2 separate regions of the Nomascus leucogenys genome follow, and region 1 is linked to region 2. Evidence: chromatin contacts called from public Hi-C data. All regions are on one chromosome and are shown on one strand. Each heading gives the region's core, a stretch centred on a gene start, on an enhancer-like site or on the middle of the called end of the contact. The rest is flanking DNA. Distances are from core to core; before and after follow the strand shown. Region 1 overlaps ZCWPW1 (zinc finger CW-type PWWP domain protein 1). Region 2 holds the start of MBLAC1 (metallo-beta-lactamase domain-containing protein 1).

The links. A called contact is a pair of places that touch in the nucleus more often than the background predicts.
Region 1: a contact with region 2 is called in a Hi-C map of an unstated tissue, with 2.5 times the contacts expected there. The contact joins the enhancer-like site here to the promoter of MBLAC1 in region 2. A contact is called at or near these places in 2 of 4 Hi-C or Micro-C datasets (a lymphoblastoid cell line and an unstated tissue).

Annotation. Positions count from the first base shown.
Region 1 is chr17:34,962,271-34,969,223 of Asia_NLE_v1, forward strand. It overlaps ZCWPW1 (zinc finger CW-type PWWP domain protein 1), which reads right to left. Exons shown (of 17, transcript XM_030797267.1): 5 at 6,873-6,953; 6 at 6,111-6,262; 7 at 5,781-5,903. Among named protein-coding and RNA genes, the nearest start is that of ZCWPW1, 15 kb to the right of the region's middle. Within about 2 kb of position 3,716, the one cell type or tissue checked has an H3K27ac peak away from gene starts, as active enhancers do. A contact at or near this core is called in a lymphoblastoid cell line, where this site is marked.
Region 2 is chr17:34,794,354-34,801,329 of Asia_NLE_v1, forward strand. It overlaps MBLAC1 (metallo-beta-lactamase domain-containing protein 1), which reads left to right and starts at 1,449. Exons shown (of 2, transcript XM_030795970.1): 1 at 1,449-1,815; 2 at 2,118-3,248. The coding sequence starts at 2,146. The coding sequence ends at 2,946. It overlaps CNPY4 (protein canopy homolog 4), which reads left to right. Exons shown (of 6, transcript XM_003278072.4): 6 at 1-224.

The sequences.
Region 1 (6,953 bases), core at 2,466-4,965, 170 kb after region 2:
GCCTTCCTTTTATCCATTACCTTCCAGACCCCCACCTCTCCTAAGCTGACCCATGTCCCTCAGCCTCTCCTCTCTCCCACCAAAACTCTTCCATTGTGGTCTTGGAAACTCCACTGACTCGAGCAACCAAAGTCCACATATCCTTAACCTCAAATCTGAACTTCTATTTCCTTTTTGAAGCCTGGAGACCCACTAATGACACTGCCCCACCTAAACCACCGCCACCTGCAACCCTGTAAGTGGAATCAGTTCCTCCCACACTCCCCATGTCTCTTGAGACAGAAAGTCAGGCTGGCATTATCATTACCCCATTGCTACTACTCCCCGACTCTTATAAAAACCCTTCCTCCCTTGAGGTCTATGCCATGGGACTATCCTTACCTCTCATCTCCCTTGTAGAGATGCTGGCATCTGATTCAGTCTTCTCTCCACCTCCTGCCTTCATTCCAAATGACCTCTACATCCACAGGAACTCCTCATACAGCACCCCATTATTTCAGTCCCTTGACTTTTTTCTTCATGTCACCTCTGGAACCCACTCCTACTCCTGCATGCCCTACCCAGTCATCTGCAGGAACTGCACACCCTCTGAGCCACTTATCCAAACATCCTCTCTACAAAAATGCCCCATCTTCCACCTCACTTGCTCAAAGACTCCTATAGCAACTTTCATTTTATCTAGCTCTCCAACCCACTGCCCACTACCATCCTCTCCATATGGAAGCAATTTCCATTCTTCACTCTGTTCCACTCTGGTTTGATTACTTGACATTTATTTGGATTCTCCTGTAGACACCTTCAGCTCCCTTTCCCACTGTCCTTCTTCCCACCCAGATGGCAAAACACCAACCGGAATGAACCCTCTCCACCTTTTCTGAGCCTACACTCAAGCAATTGAGTTGACAGAGAAAAATCACATAACAGACACATAGGTATCGCTATATATTCACTATTTAACATTATCAACCAACATATTTCTCTAGTAAGTTCACTCTCTCCCACTGCCAAATTTTACCTTAAATACCTGATCATAAGGGATGGCTCCTAATCCCATCCCTCCAGAATCATCCCTCAGAAAAGAAGGCGACTTGCATTTGGATCCTTTCAAAATATCACATATAAGAGATCACTTTCGCAATTACTTTTTTTTTTTTTTTTTTGAAACAGTCTCGCTCTGTTGCCCAGGCTGAAGTGCAGTGGCACAATCACGGGTCACTGCAGCCTCCATTTCCCAGGTTCAAGTGATCCTCCCACTTCAGCCTCCCAAGTAGCTGAAACTACAGGCATGCACCACTACACCCAGCAAATTTTTTGTATTTATTGGTAGAGGCGGGGTTTCGCCATGTTACCCAGGCTGGTCTTGAACTCCTGGGCTCAAGTGATCCACCCTCCTCAGCCTGCCAAAGTGCTGGGATTACAGGGGTGAGCCACCATGCCCAGCCTCAATTACCTTATCTTGAAAAACAAAGTACTGGTTGGGACTAATATGTTAGTCTGAAATGACAGTTGCCAATAGTGGTTTTGGATGTTTACAGAGGTGAGCTAGCAAGACTAGAAAAAAAAAGTAGGAGGAGAGGCTAGGAGTCATATAAATTAATACAGATCAATAATAATACAAGTTGTTAGCTGTGAAAGGAATGAGTACTCATAAGAAAACGAGTAGGAAAAAATCACTATAATGATATGGAACTGGAAATTTATGGCTTGGAATAATATTTTTGACAAGAACATTGTACTTTTTTAAAAGTTTCAAGTAACCTAAAGGAGAAGATAATGTGCTCTGGAAAACTGATGCCCGGATGTGGCTCTATGATAATGAAGACTGATGTCACAGACACATGTTAAGAGGATTTCACTTGACCACTCATTCTTGAAACACTAGTTTCCTGGGTTCTGTGATGTCTCATTCTCCTGTCCCCCTCCCCCTGATTTTACTGGCAGCTTCCCCCTCAGTCTCCTTTGCTGGGTTCTCTTCGTTCTTCAATCTCTAAATGTGAGGGGTCCCAAAGCCCAATCATGGGCCTTCTCTCCCCATGATATACTTTCTCCTGAGGCAAGCTCACCCATTCCCATGGCTTTGAAATCCATTTTCATACCTGACAGAACACAGCTGTCTACTTACAGCCTCTGTTCTGAGCTCGAGATTCCTAAGCCACCTTGCTCTTTGACATCTCTATTTGGATGTCTCACAAGGATCTCAAACCTAAATGTACCCAAACCTGAATGCTTGATCTTATCCTACAAATTTTTTCTTTCTCCGCTCTTTCCCATCTCCCTTCACGTAACTGTTCAAGCCAGAAACCAATCATCCTTGACATACCTTCTCCTGCTCCAACCTTCCAATATCTAATTCATTACCAACTTCTAACAATTTTACCTCCAAAACATACCTTAAAACCATCCACTTTTCTTTCTCTACTTTCATCATCCTAATCCATTTTATTTTTTATTTTTATCTTTTTTTTTTTTTTGGAGACAGAGTCTCGCTCTGTCGCCCAGGCTGGAGTGCAGTGGCACGATCTCTGCTCACTGCAAGCTCCGCCTCCTGGGTTCACGCCATTCTCCTGCCTCAGCCTCCCGAGTAGCTGGGACTACAGGCACCCGCTACCACGCCCGGCTAATTTTTTGTATTTTTAGTAGAGACGGGGTTTCACCATGTTAGCCAGGATGTTCTCGATCTCCTGACCTCGTGATTCACTCACCTCGGCCTCCCAAAGTGCCGGAATTACAGGCATGAGCCACCGCGCCTGGCCTTATTTTTTAAATATATATATTTTTTGAGACAGGGTCCTGCTCTGTTACCCAGGCTGGAGTGATGTGGTATGAACATAGCTCACTGCAACCTCAAACTCCTGGGCTCAAGTGATCTTCCTGCCTCTGCCTTCCAAAGTGCTGGGATTACAGGTGTAAACCACTATGCTCAGCCATCATCTTAATCGAAGTCTAATACCTAATCCTAATACTAACTTCTTAACTGGTCTATTCTTGTCTTCTCCCCATACTCCATCTCCAATTACTCACCAAAGGATCCTTTTAAAACATTAATTTGAAGATGTCACTTCCCTGGTTAAAACCCACCAGTGGCTTCCCCCTGCACTTAGGATAAAATGTTCACTCTGTACATGGTCTTTGACCTAGCCACTGCCTCCCTCTTTCCAGCCATCCAGAGCCACGTTCCCAACTTGCCTCCCCTTGCTCTCTGAGCTCCGCAATCACACTGGCTTTTAGTATCTGGAACATACCACACTTTACCCTACCTAAAACTCTTTCTTCACTTGGATAACTTCTACTCTGCCTTCAGGTTTCAGCTGAAATACTGTTTCCTTAGAAATGCACTCCCTGACCAGCCCAATCTTACTTCCTCTCATGACACACTGTTCTTTTCCTTCTCTGTACTTAATGCAAACTGTATTCATTAAATACTCCTTCCTACTTCAGGAGCACTCACCTCTCCTTGGCAACTGTAAGAAACGGGAAGAATGGTTTATTTATAGCAGGAGGCTGATAAATCCACTACAATCACAATTCAACTCACAATCACCTAGAGGGTGAACCCTCATCTGCCAGCCTAAGATCTAGTCCATGCAGTAATTCTTTTTTTTCCATTTCTTTTTTAATATAAATTCACTTTTTTTTTCTTTTTTATAGAGATGGGGGTCTCACTATGTTACCCAGGCTAGTCTTGAATCCTGGACTCAAGAAAGCTTCCTGCCTCAGCCTCCCAAAGTGCTAAGATTACAGGCGTGAGCCACTGTGCCAGGCCCCTTGCAGTAATTCTGAGAAGTACAGGAGACAGAGCAACACAAATCTAATGACACCAATTTATTTGAGCTAACCAGAGATCAGGTCAGTGGGGTCTGCAGTATCCCAAAAATTCTCAACAAGCCCACCTGAGTTTATATAGTCACATAAAACCAAAAGAAAACACCTTTTAGTTTCCTTTTTGACTCTACCTGGAAACTCCCTTTGGGTAGTCTGAACTCCAGGCCACCTGGTTGTTCAAATTAGACTTATACCTCAGTGCCTTATGTTACTATGTCATTATAACAAGAGGAATGGTTTATTGACCTGAACTACCTTGTTTGGTGCCTGCATAGTCCTGGAGTTTTCTTCCAAGTATGTGCAAATTATATTATGCTTCCACAACCAAAACCACATATATGTACACACACGGATTAGACACTAAGTAACTTTTTATTCCACCATTCCTTAAATTTGGAACTTGTTCTGTCTTTTTGTATTATGTTTTGTTTTGGGGTTTTTGTTTTTGTTTGGTACAAGCCTGTTTAGATTATTGTCTATTTATTTAGTTTTTTAAAGATAGGGTCTTGCTCTGTCACCAAGGCTGGAGGGCAGTGACACAATCATCACTCACTGCAGCCTCCAATTCCTGGGATCAAGAGATCCTCCCACCTCAGCCTCTTGAACAGCTAGGACTACAGGCACTACCACCACATCTAGCTAATTTTTTTTTTTCTTGTAGAGATGAGGGTCTCACTGTGTTGCCCAAGCTGGTCTCAAACTCCTGGTCTCAAGTGATCCTCCTGCCTTGGTATTTTTTAATTTTTGAACATACTAGTATATTGTATGATCTATTTTATTTCTTGTCATAAAATTTACCATTATCAGGCCAGGCATGGTGGCTTACACCTGTAATCCCAACACTTTGGGAGGCTGAGGCGGGCAGATCACAAGGTCAAGAGATCGAGACTATCCTGGCCAACATGGTGAAACCCCGTCTCTACTAAAAATACAAAAATTAGCTGGGCATGGTGGCGCATGCCTGTAGTCCAAGCTACTCGGGAGGTTGAGGCAGGAGAATCACTTGAACCCGGGAGGCGAAGGTTGCTGTGAGTGGAGATTGTGTCACCACACTCCAGCCTGGCGACAGAGCAAGACTCCATCTCAAAACGAAACAAAACAAAAAACCCCTCCCTCAACTCTGTACCCATTCCTTTTTTTTTTGAGATAGAGTCTCACTTTGTTGCCCAGGCTGGAGTGCAGTGGCACAATCTTGGCTCACTGCAACCTCCGTCTCCCGGGTTCAAGGGATTCTCCTGCCTCAGCCTCCAAGTAGCTGAGACTACAGGCGCACGCCACCACGCCGGGCTAATTTTTGTATTTTTAGTAGAGATGGGGTTTCACCATATTGGTCAGGCTGGTCTTGAACTCCTGACCTTGTGATCCACCCACCTCGGCATCCCACAGAGCTGGGATTACAAGCATGAGCCACCATGCCCAGCCTCCATTCCTTTTTATCTACCATTTTCTCCCTCTTACTTTCCATATCTAAACTAATTGAAAAAGTGTCTACTCTTCAACCAGCTATAAGCTGCCATTCACACTTACCAACCCTTTCGGTAGCTATTACCAAACCCCTAACGGCCTCCTAATTGTGATGCCCTTGGGCTTATGTTTATCCTCTTTGACTTCTTTACGATGGCATTTGACATAGCTGAGCATCCTTCTTTCTTTAAATTCTCTCCTCCCCTGGGATCTATAATACCACTCCTGATTTTTCTATGACCTTTCTTACCACATCTTCATTTTCTTCCTGGGAAACATCTAAAATGCTTTGTATATAGTAGGCACCCAACAACTATGGATTATGTGAATAAATGACTGAATGAATAAAATCATTCTCTCAGCAGCATATTCTACAACAAGCAGCTGTGAGAGATTAACCATATTCTTTGCAGTTTCCTCTAACATCCTAACCCTGCCTCTGCTCTATCTCAAATTTTCAAGCCAAGTAGGTTTGCCAAACCAGCTGAACTCACCAAAACCACTTATCTCTCCTTTTTGCTGGTCCCTGATCTGAGAATGATGCTGAACTGTTTTCTTCAGTTGGTCTTCCTCTCTGTGCTCATGTCCACCTTGAGTTTTCTCCACCTTCTCATCTTCTGGGAAGAAAAAAGAAAACGTGGGGTGGGGAGATGAAGAAGACAATCTTTGTAGATAGTAAAGGTCAGTGAAAGAAGGAAGAAGAATTACAGCCTAATAGTTTCAAGTCTTGGGCTGAAAATTCTCAGCCTGCCCATGGTCCCATTCCCTAATTTCCTGGAGCAAGTACTTGAGCCAGGCTTCAAAGTATATCTGACTGTACTTACGAGCTTCCTTCTTTCTTTTGCTTAAGGTGAGTCTATTGGATTTCTTCTTAGAGGGTGCAGGATCTGGCTGGCCTAGCTTAGATGTCCTTATCTCAGGGGCAGCTTCACCCTCCCAAGACACTGAAATCTCTTGAGTATGTGGTACCTCCTCTCTGAAAATGAGGTTTTATTTTAATGAAATGTAAAAATAGAGCAACTGCAGAACTCTTCTTTTGAAAAAACCCAAGTAAAAGGAAGACAGATGAATCCTAAGCTCTCTAAGGCCCTCCTGAGGCCATTTCATCCATCTACTTGCCTATTTTTCCCAACTCAAACAGGTATCTTTCCTGAGCTGAGAGAAATCTATAGAAATATGATAAATGGGCTGGGCCCGGTGGCTCACGCCTGTAATCCTAGCACTTTGGGAGGCCAAGGTGGGTGGATCACAAGGTCAGGAGTTCGAGACCAACCTGGCTGATATGGTGAAACCCCGTCTCTACTAAAAAGCATAAAAATTAGCTGGGTGTGGTGGCAGGCACCTGTAATCCCAGCTACTCGGGAGGCTGAGGCAGGAGAATCGCTTGAACCCAGGAGGCAGAGGTCGCAGTGAGCTAAGATCGCGCCACTGTACTCCAGCCTGGGCAACAGAGCAAGACTCCGTCTCAAAAAAAAAAAAAAAAAAAGTATGATAAATGACCAGATAGACAGACAGATAGATAGACTGACTGACCATGAATGTGTAGTCCATTCTGTATTCAACTTGCCTCACCGAAATAAACTTACCCATTAGCATTATCAGTATCAGTAGCAGAAGCAGTAATTCCTGGCTCCTTGTCTGACTGGGTAGATACTATGGGCTGGGCA
Region 2 (6,976 bases), core at 199-2,698:
GACATTCTCTGCGATCTATATACATTGCCTGTATCCAGGAGGCTACACACCAGCAAACCGTGAAGGAGAATGGGACACTGGGTCATGGCCTGGAGTTGCTGATAAGTTAGGTGGGGTAGATACTTAGTCTACTTCAGATCAATGTAACCCAGAGCCCACCGTATAGTTTCATAGGTGCTAAATTTTCTATGTCGCTATTAAACTTTTTTCTTTTTTTCTAAAAACTAGCTGGGCCCAGTTTCAAACAACAGCCGGGCACACATAGCTAGCCGGTCGATGAGGCAGCACCCAGAATGGCCGCTGTCTTGTTAAGCTCAAGCTCCAGCCTGAGCAACATAGTGAAACCCCAATTCTATACACACGCACACACACACACACATTAAGAGGACTGCAGGGCTGGTGGTGCATCGCCTATAGTCCCAGTTACTACAGAGGTGGAGATGGGAGGATCACTTTTGTCCAAAAGGTCAAGACTAGCCTGGAGGCTGGGTGCGGTGACTCACACCTGTAATCCTAGCACTTTGGGAGGCCGAGGCGGGTGGATCACCTGAGTTTAGGAGTTCGAGAGCAGCCTGGCCAACATGGAGAAACCTCATCTCTACTGAAAATACAAAAATTAGCCGGGTGGCCGGGCGCGGTGGCTCACGCCTGTAATCCCAGCACTTTGGGAGGCCAAGGCGGGTGGATAACGAGATCAGAAGATCGAGACCATCCTGGCTAACACGGTGAAACCCTGTCTCTACTAAAAATACAAAAAATTAGCTGGGTGTGGTGGCGGGCGCCTGTAGTCCCAGCTATTCGCGAGGCTGAGGCAGAAGAATGGCGGGAACCTGGGAGGCAGAGCTTGCAGTGAGCCAAGATCGTGCCACTGCACTCCAGCCTGGGTGACACAGCAAGACTCTGTCTCAAAAAAAAAAAAAAAAGCTGGGCACGGTGGTGGGCGCCTGTAATCCCAGTTACTCGGGAGGCTGAGACAGGAGAATTGCTTGAACCCAGGAGGTGGAGGTTACAGTGAGCTGAGATCGCGCCACTGCACTCCAGCCTGGGCGACAAAACGAGACTGTCTCAAAAAAAAAAAAAAAAAAAAAAAAAAAAAAAAAAAAAAAAAAAAAAAAAAAAATTTAGAGGGGCGGGCACGCCTGTATTCCCAGCACTCCGGCAGGCCGAAGCAGGAGGATCGCTAGAACCCAGGGATTCAAGGCTGGGGCGAGCTATGATGGTGCCCCTGCACTCTAGCCTGGGCGACAAGGTGAGACTTTGTCTCAAAAGAAAAAAAGACCAGGCGCGGTTGCTCACACCTGTAATCCTAGCACTTTAGGAGACCAAGGCTGGAGGATCGCTGGAGCCCAGGAGTTCCAGACCAGTACCGGCAACAGAACTAGACCGTCTCTACAAAAAAGAAAAAATAGAAACCTTAGCTGGGCTTGGTGGTGCGCATCTGTGGTCCCAGATACTCGGGAGGCTGAGGCGGGAGGATCACATGAGCCCAGGAGGTCGAGGCTGCAGTGAGGCTGATTGCGCCACTGCACTCCAGCCTGGGCAACTGAGCATGACCCCTCCTCAAAGCTAATGGCGCTTCATAATTCTGCAGTTCAAGGAAGTTGCTGCGGTCGCGGGGCGGAGAACCGCCAGGAGGCTGGAGTCCAGGCAGCCTTCTCTGACACACGGTGAAGGCGCCGGAACTACAGCTGCCATCGCGGAGCCGCTTCGGCCGCCATATCTGGGTGCACGGGAACTCGCAGAGGACAAACTCCCACGCGCGTTTTCGATTTCTGCGCTTTCCTCGAGTGAGGCAAGACCTAGCAGAGGCCCAAGGTAGAGCGCGGCTAAGATTCGACTGAGGGAAATACAAAGGATAGCCTTTGGAGGGTGACGGGGAAGGACGTAGTACCGCGAGAGGAACGGGGCGGGGGCCGAGGACGCCGAGGGAGGGACGGGCCCAAGTGTGAAGGGAGGCTGGGCGATACCATCTTGGGCAGGGGTTGAGGGTGATACCAACTTAATGGGAGGCGAGTGGCAGAGAACAGAGACTTAGGGGCAGTGGCGGGGCCGGGCACGGGTGGGGGATCGCGGAGGGACAGGACGGTCGCCCACTGCTCCATTTCCTTTCTCCCCAGCCTGTCCCTCCCTGCCAGGAGCAGTCTCATGCGGACCGAGCTGCTACGCGGGGCATCCCCTCTGCTGGTGCCCGGCGACCCCTACTCCGTGGTGGTTCTGCTGCAGGGCTACGCGGAGCCCGAGGGGGTGGGCGACGCCGTGCGCGCCGACGGCTCCGTGACCCTGGTCCTACCCCAGACCCGGGGCCCGGCCTCCAGCCACCGAGAGTCCCCGCGCGGGAGTGGCGGCGCAGAGGCCGCCCTGGAGGAGGCGGCCCGTGGCCCCATCCTGGTGGACACCGGGGGCCCCTGGGCTCGGGAAGCGCTGCTGGGGGCGCTGGCGGGGCAGGGAGTGGCCCCGGGAGACGTGACGCTGGTGGTGGGGACCCACGGGCACTCGGATCACATCGGGAATTTGGGGCTGTTCCCAGGCGCGGCTCTGCTGGTCTCGCACGACTTCTGCCTTCCCGGAGGCCGCTACCTGCCCCACGGGCTGGGTGAGGGGCAGCCCCTGCGCCTGGGCCCGGGGCTCGAGGTGTGGGCCACGCCGGGCCACGGGGGCCAGCGCGACGTGAGCGTGGTGGTGGCCGGCACGGCTCTGGGCACCGTGGTGGTGGCGGGAGATGTGTTTGAGCGAGATGGGGACGAGGATTCGTGGCAGGCACTGAGTGAAGACCCCGCAGCCCAGGAGCGGAGCCGGAAGAGGGTCCTGGTCGTTGCCGACGTGGTCGTACCTGGTCACGGGCCCCCCTTTCGAGTGCTAAGGGAAGCCTCGCAGCCGGAGACGAAGGGTGGAGGGAACAGCCAGCAGGAGCCGGTGGTCGGAGACGAGGAGCCCGCCCTGCACTAATCAGCCCCGAGAGGGACTGGACTCTTGTCAGGGAAGCCCTAACAGCGAGGAGCTGCTGGAGACAGAGTCAGAGCAGTCAAGGGTGGGAGCTTCCAGCCCTTCCAGGAGGCCAGTTTTCCAGTGAGGACAGAGTGCACCTGACACTGCCATCACATCGTCAGTATCACTGCCTGTCTCTGCCACCAAACTAAGATCAAAGGACGGGCTCAGCTCCCTGTGCATTCTCCCTGGACCTCAGTAAAATGGGAGAAGGTTCCTGGGAGGGGCCTCCAAAATAAAAACGGAAACTGCGTTGAAAATCATAGTGCCCTAGTGTAAATGTGAAGCATTGACAGTAATAATCATGCAAACGTGGTAATCTACAACTGCAGCAGAGGCATACTTTGGCCAACTGCCCCTTTCTTTTTTTTTTTTTTGAGACGGAGTCTCTCTCGCTCTGTCGCCCAGGCTGGAGTGCAGTGGCGCAATCTCGGCTCACTGCAAGCTCCGCCTCCCGGGTTCACGCCATTCTCCAGCCTCAGCCTCTCCGAGTAGCTGGGACTACAGGCGCCCGCCACCACGCCCGGCTAATTTTTTGTATTTTTTAGTAGAGACGGGGTTTCACCGTGGTCTCGCTCTCCTGACCTCGTGATCCGCCCGCCTAGGCCTCCCAAAGTGCTGGGATTACAAGCGTGAGCCACCTTGCCCGGCCGCCCCTTTCTTATAGGATGGAGGTTGCTGAGAGAAGATGCAGGGCACAGAGATGACCTCTTAGTCATCTGACTTATGTATTTGTTCATATTTTTTTGTGACACAGGCTGGAGTGTAGTGGTGCAGTCATAGCTCACTGCAGCCTCCAGCTCAAGCCATCCGCCTGCCTCAGCCTCCCAAGTAGCTGGGACGACAGGCAAGTGCCACTATGCCCCACTAATTTTTTTTTTTTTTTTGAGACACAGTTTCACTCTGTCCCCACAGGCTTCAGTGCAATAGCACAATCTTGCACTGCAGACTGCACTGCAACCTCCGCCTCCTGGGTTAATGTGATTCTTGTGCCTCAGCCTTCCCAGCAGCTGGGATTACAGGCTCACACTACCATGTCCAGCTAATTTTTATATCTTTAGTAGAGAAAGGGTCTTACCATGTTGGCCAGGCTGGTCTCAAACTCCTGGCCTCAAGTGATCTGCTCACCTCAGCCTCCCAAAGTGCTGAGGTTACAGGTATGAACCACCATGCCTGGCTATCAGCTAATTTTTTTTTTCATTTTTTTTCAGAAATGGTCTCACCGTGTTGCCCAGGCTGGTCTTGAACTCCTGACCTCAAGAAATCCTACCTTCTCGGGCCCTCTGCAATTTTTTTTTTTTTTTTTTTTGAGACAGAGTCTCTCTCTGTCGCCCAGGCTGGAGTGCAGTGGCGCAGTCTCGGCTCACTTCAAGCTCCGCCTCCCAGGTTCACGCCATTCTCCTGCCTCAGCCTCTCCGAGTAGCTGGGACTACAGGCGCCCGCCACCACGCCCGGCTAATTTTTTTGTATTTTTAGTAGAGACGGGGTTTCACTGTGGTCTCAATCTCCTGACCTCGTGATCCACCCGCCTTGGCCTCCCAAAGTGCTGGGATTACAAGCGTGAGCCACCGCGCCCGGCCTTTTTTTTTTTTTTTTGAGATAGAGTTTTGCTCTTGTTGCCCAGGCTGGAGTGCAATGGTGCAATCTCAGCTCACTGCAACCTCCGCCTCCCGGGTTCAAGCCATTCTCCTGCCTCAGCCTCCCAAGTAGCTGGGATTACAGGCACCCACCACCACGCCTGGCTAATTTTTTGTAGTTTTAGTAGAGACGGGGTTTCACTATGTTGGCCAGGCTGGTCTCAAACTGCTGACCTCAGGCAATCCACCCTCCTTGGCCTCCCAAAGTGCTGGGATTACAGGTGTGAGCCACCTCGCCTGGCCCTGCCCCCTGCCTTTATTCACTAATTCTTCATTCAGTGGATACTTAACCCCTGCAGTGTCTCAGGCACTGCCTAAGTTATGGGATACAACCAAGAGCAAGCTGGACAAACTCCGTGTCCCTCATGGAGATCACATTCTTTATAGGAGACAGACAAATAGCAGCAATAATAGTAGCAAATCAAATAATTACAGGTGGTTGTTAGTGATGTGAAAAAAAAAAAAAAGCAGAGTAAGGGGGGAATAGAGGGCTTGGGTGAGAGAGTGGGCTCTTTTATTTAGGGTGTCAGGAAAAGCCTTCGTAAGGAGCTGATGTTTGATCAGAAAACCAAATGAGAAGAAAGCTAGCCATGCGTGGATCTGGGAGAAGGTCATTCCAGGCTCAGGAACAGCAGGTATAAAAGCCCTGAGACAAGACAGCTTGACTCACTGGAGCGGCAAGAAGACCCATGGTAGGGCTGGGTGTGGTGGTTCATGCCCATAATCCCAGCAAGTTGGGAGGCTGAGGAGGGAGGATCACTTGAGCCCAGGAGTTCAAGACCAGCCTAGGCAGCATAGTGAGACCTCATCTCTATAGAAAATTTAAAAATTAGCCAGTTGTGGTGGTGCCTGCCTGTAGTCTCAGCTACTCAGAAAGCTGAGGTGGAGGCTCACTTGATCAGGCTACAGTGAGTTGTGATCTTACCATTGTGCTTCAGTCTGGACAACACAGCAAGACCTTATTTCTAAAAACAAAACAAAACAAAATAGGCCGGCACAATGACTCACGCCTGCAATCCCAGCACTTTGGGAGGCTGAGGTGGGCAGGTCACTTGAGGTCAGGAGTTCCAGACCAGCCTGGCCAACATGGTGAAACCTCATCTCTACTAAAAATAAACACACACGCACATTAGCTGGGCGTGGTGGCGGGCGCCTGTAATCCCAGCTACTTGGGAGGCTGAGACAGGAGAATCACTTGATACCGGGAGGTGGAGGTTGCAGTGAGCCGAGATCACGCCACTGCACTCCAGCCTGCACAACAGAGCAAGACTCTGCTTTCTCAAAAAAAAAAAAAAAAAAAAAATAGCTGGGCTTGGTGGCACGTGCCTGTAGTCCCAGCTACAGGCTGGGACACCCATGTACTCCCATGCTTCAGGAGGCTGAGGTCCTCGTCCCCAGACTGACTTCAGATTTGGGTATCGCCATGCAATATATGGTTCTACAATCCTCAGCATGTTTTTGTTGTTATTGTTGTTTGTTTGTTTTCTGAGACAGAGTCTTGCTCTGTCACCCAGGCTGGAGTGCAGTGGCGTGATCTCGGCTCACTGCAACCACCACCTCCCAGGCTCAAGCGATTCTCCTGCCTCAGCTTCCAGAGTAGCTGGGATTACAGGCACACGCCACCACACCCAGCTAATTTCTTGTAGTTTTAGTAGAGATGGGGTTTTACCATTGTTAAAATTTTTTGTATCCTTTCAAATTTTCTACAAGAAGCATATATTACTTTTGACAATTAGGAGAAATATTTCATTTTACATATCAGCACATAAGAGTCTTTATATATATATATAGTCATTCTTTCCAAGAGGGTGGTTCTGATAAACCAAAATGCCATCTATCTCATATCTTTGCAAGGCTTGTTGACGCCCTGAACGGAGACTCGAACATAAAATGACAGTTGTCACATGCACTGATGTATAGCTCTGGGCTCTGTCCCCACCCTCATCTCAGCACTGCTTTTCATGTGGGAACTAAACCTCTACCAGGCTTCCCCCTCCCTTCACCTTTCCTGCCACCACCCATATCCCAATTCTCTTTTTTTTTTTTTTTTTTTTTTTTTTGAGACGGAGTCTCTTGCTCTGTCGCCCAGGCTGGAGTGCAGTGGCGCGATCTCGGCTCACTGCAAGCTCCGCCTCCCGGGTTCACGCCATTCTCCTGCCTCAGCCTCTCCGAGTAGCTGGGACTACAGGCGCCCGCCACCACGCCCGGCTAATTTTTTTTATTTTTAGTAGAGACGGGGTTTCACTGTGGTCTCGATCTCCTGACCTCATGATCCGCCCACCTCGGCCTCCCAAAGTGCTGGGATTACAAGCGTGAGCCACCGCGCCCGGCCCTCTCTTTTTTTTTTGAGAGTT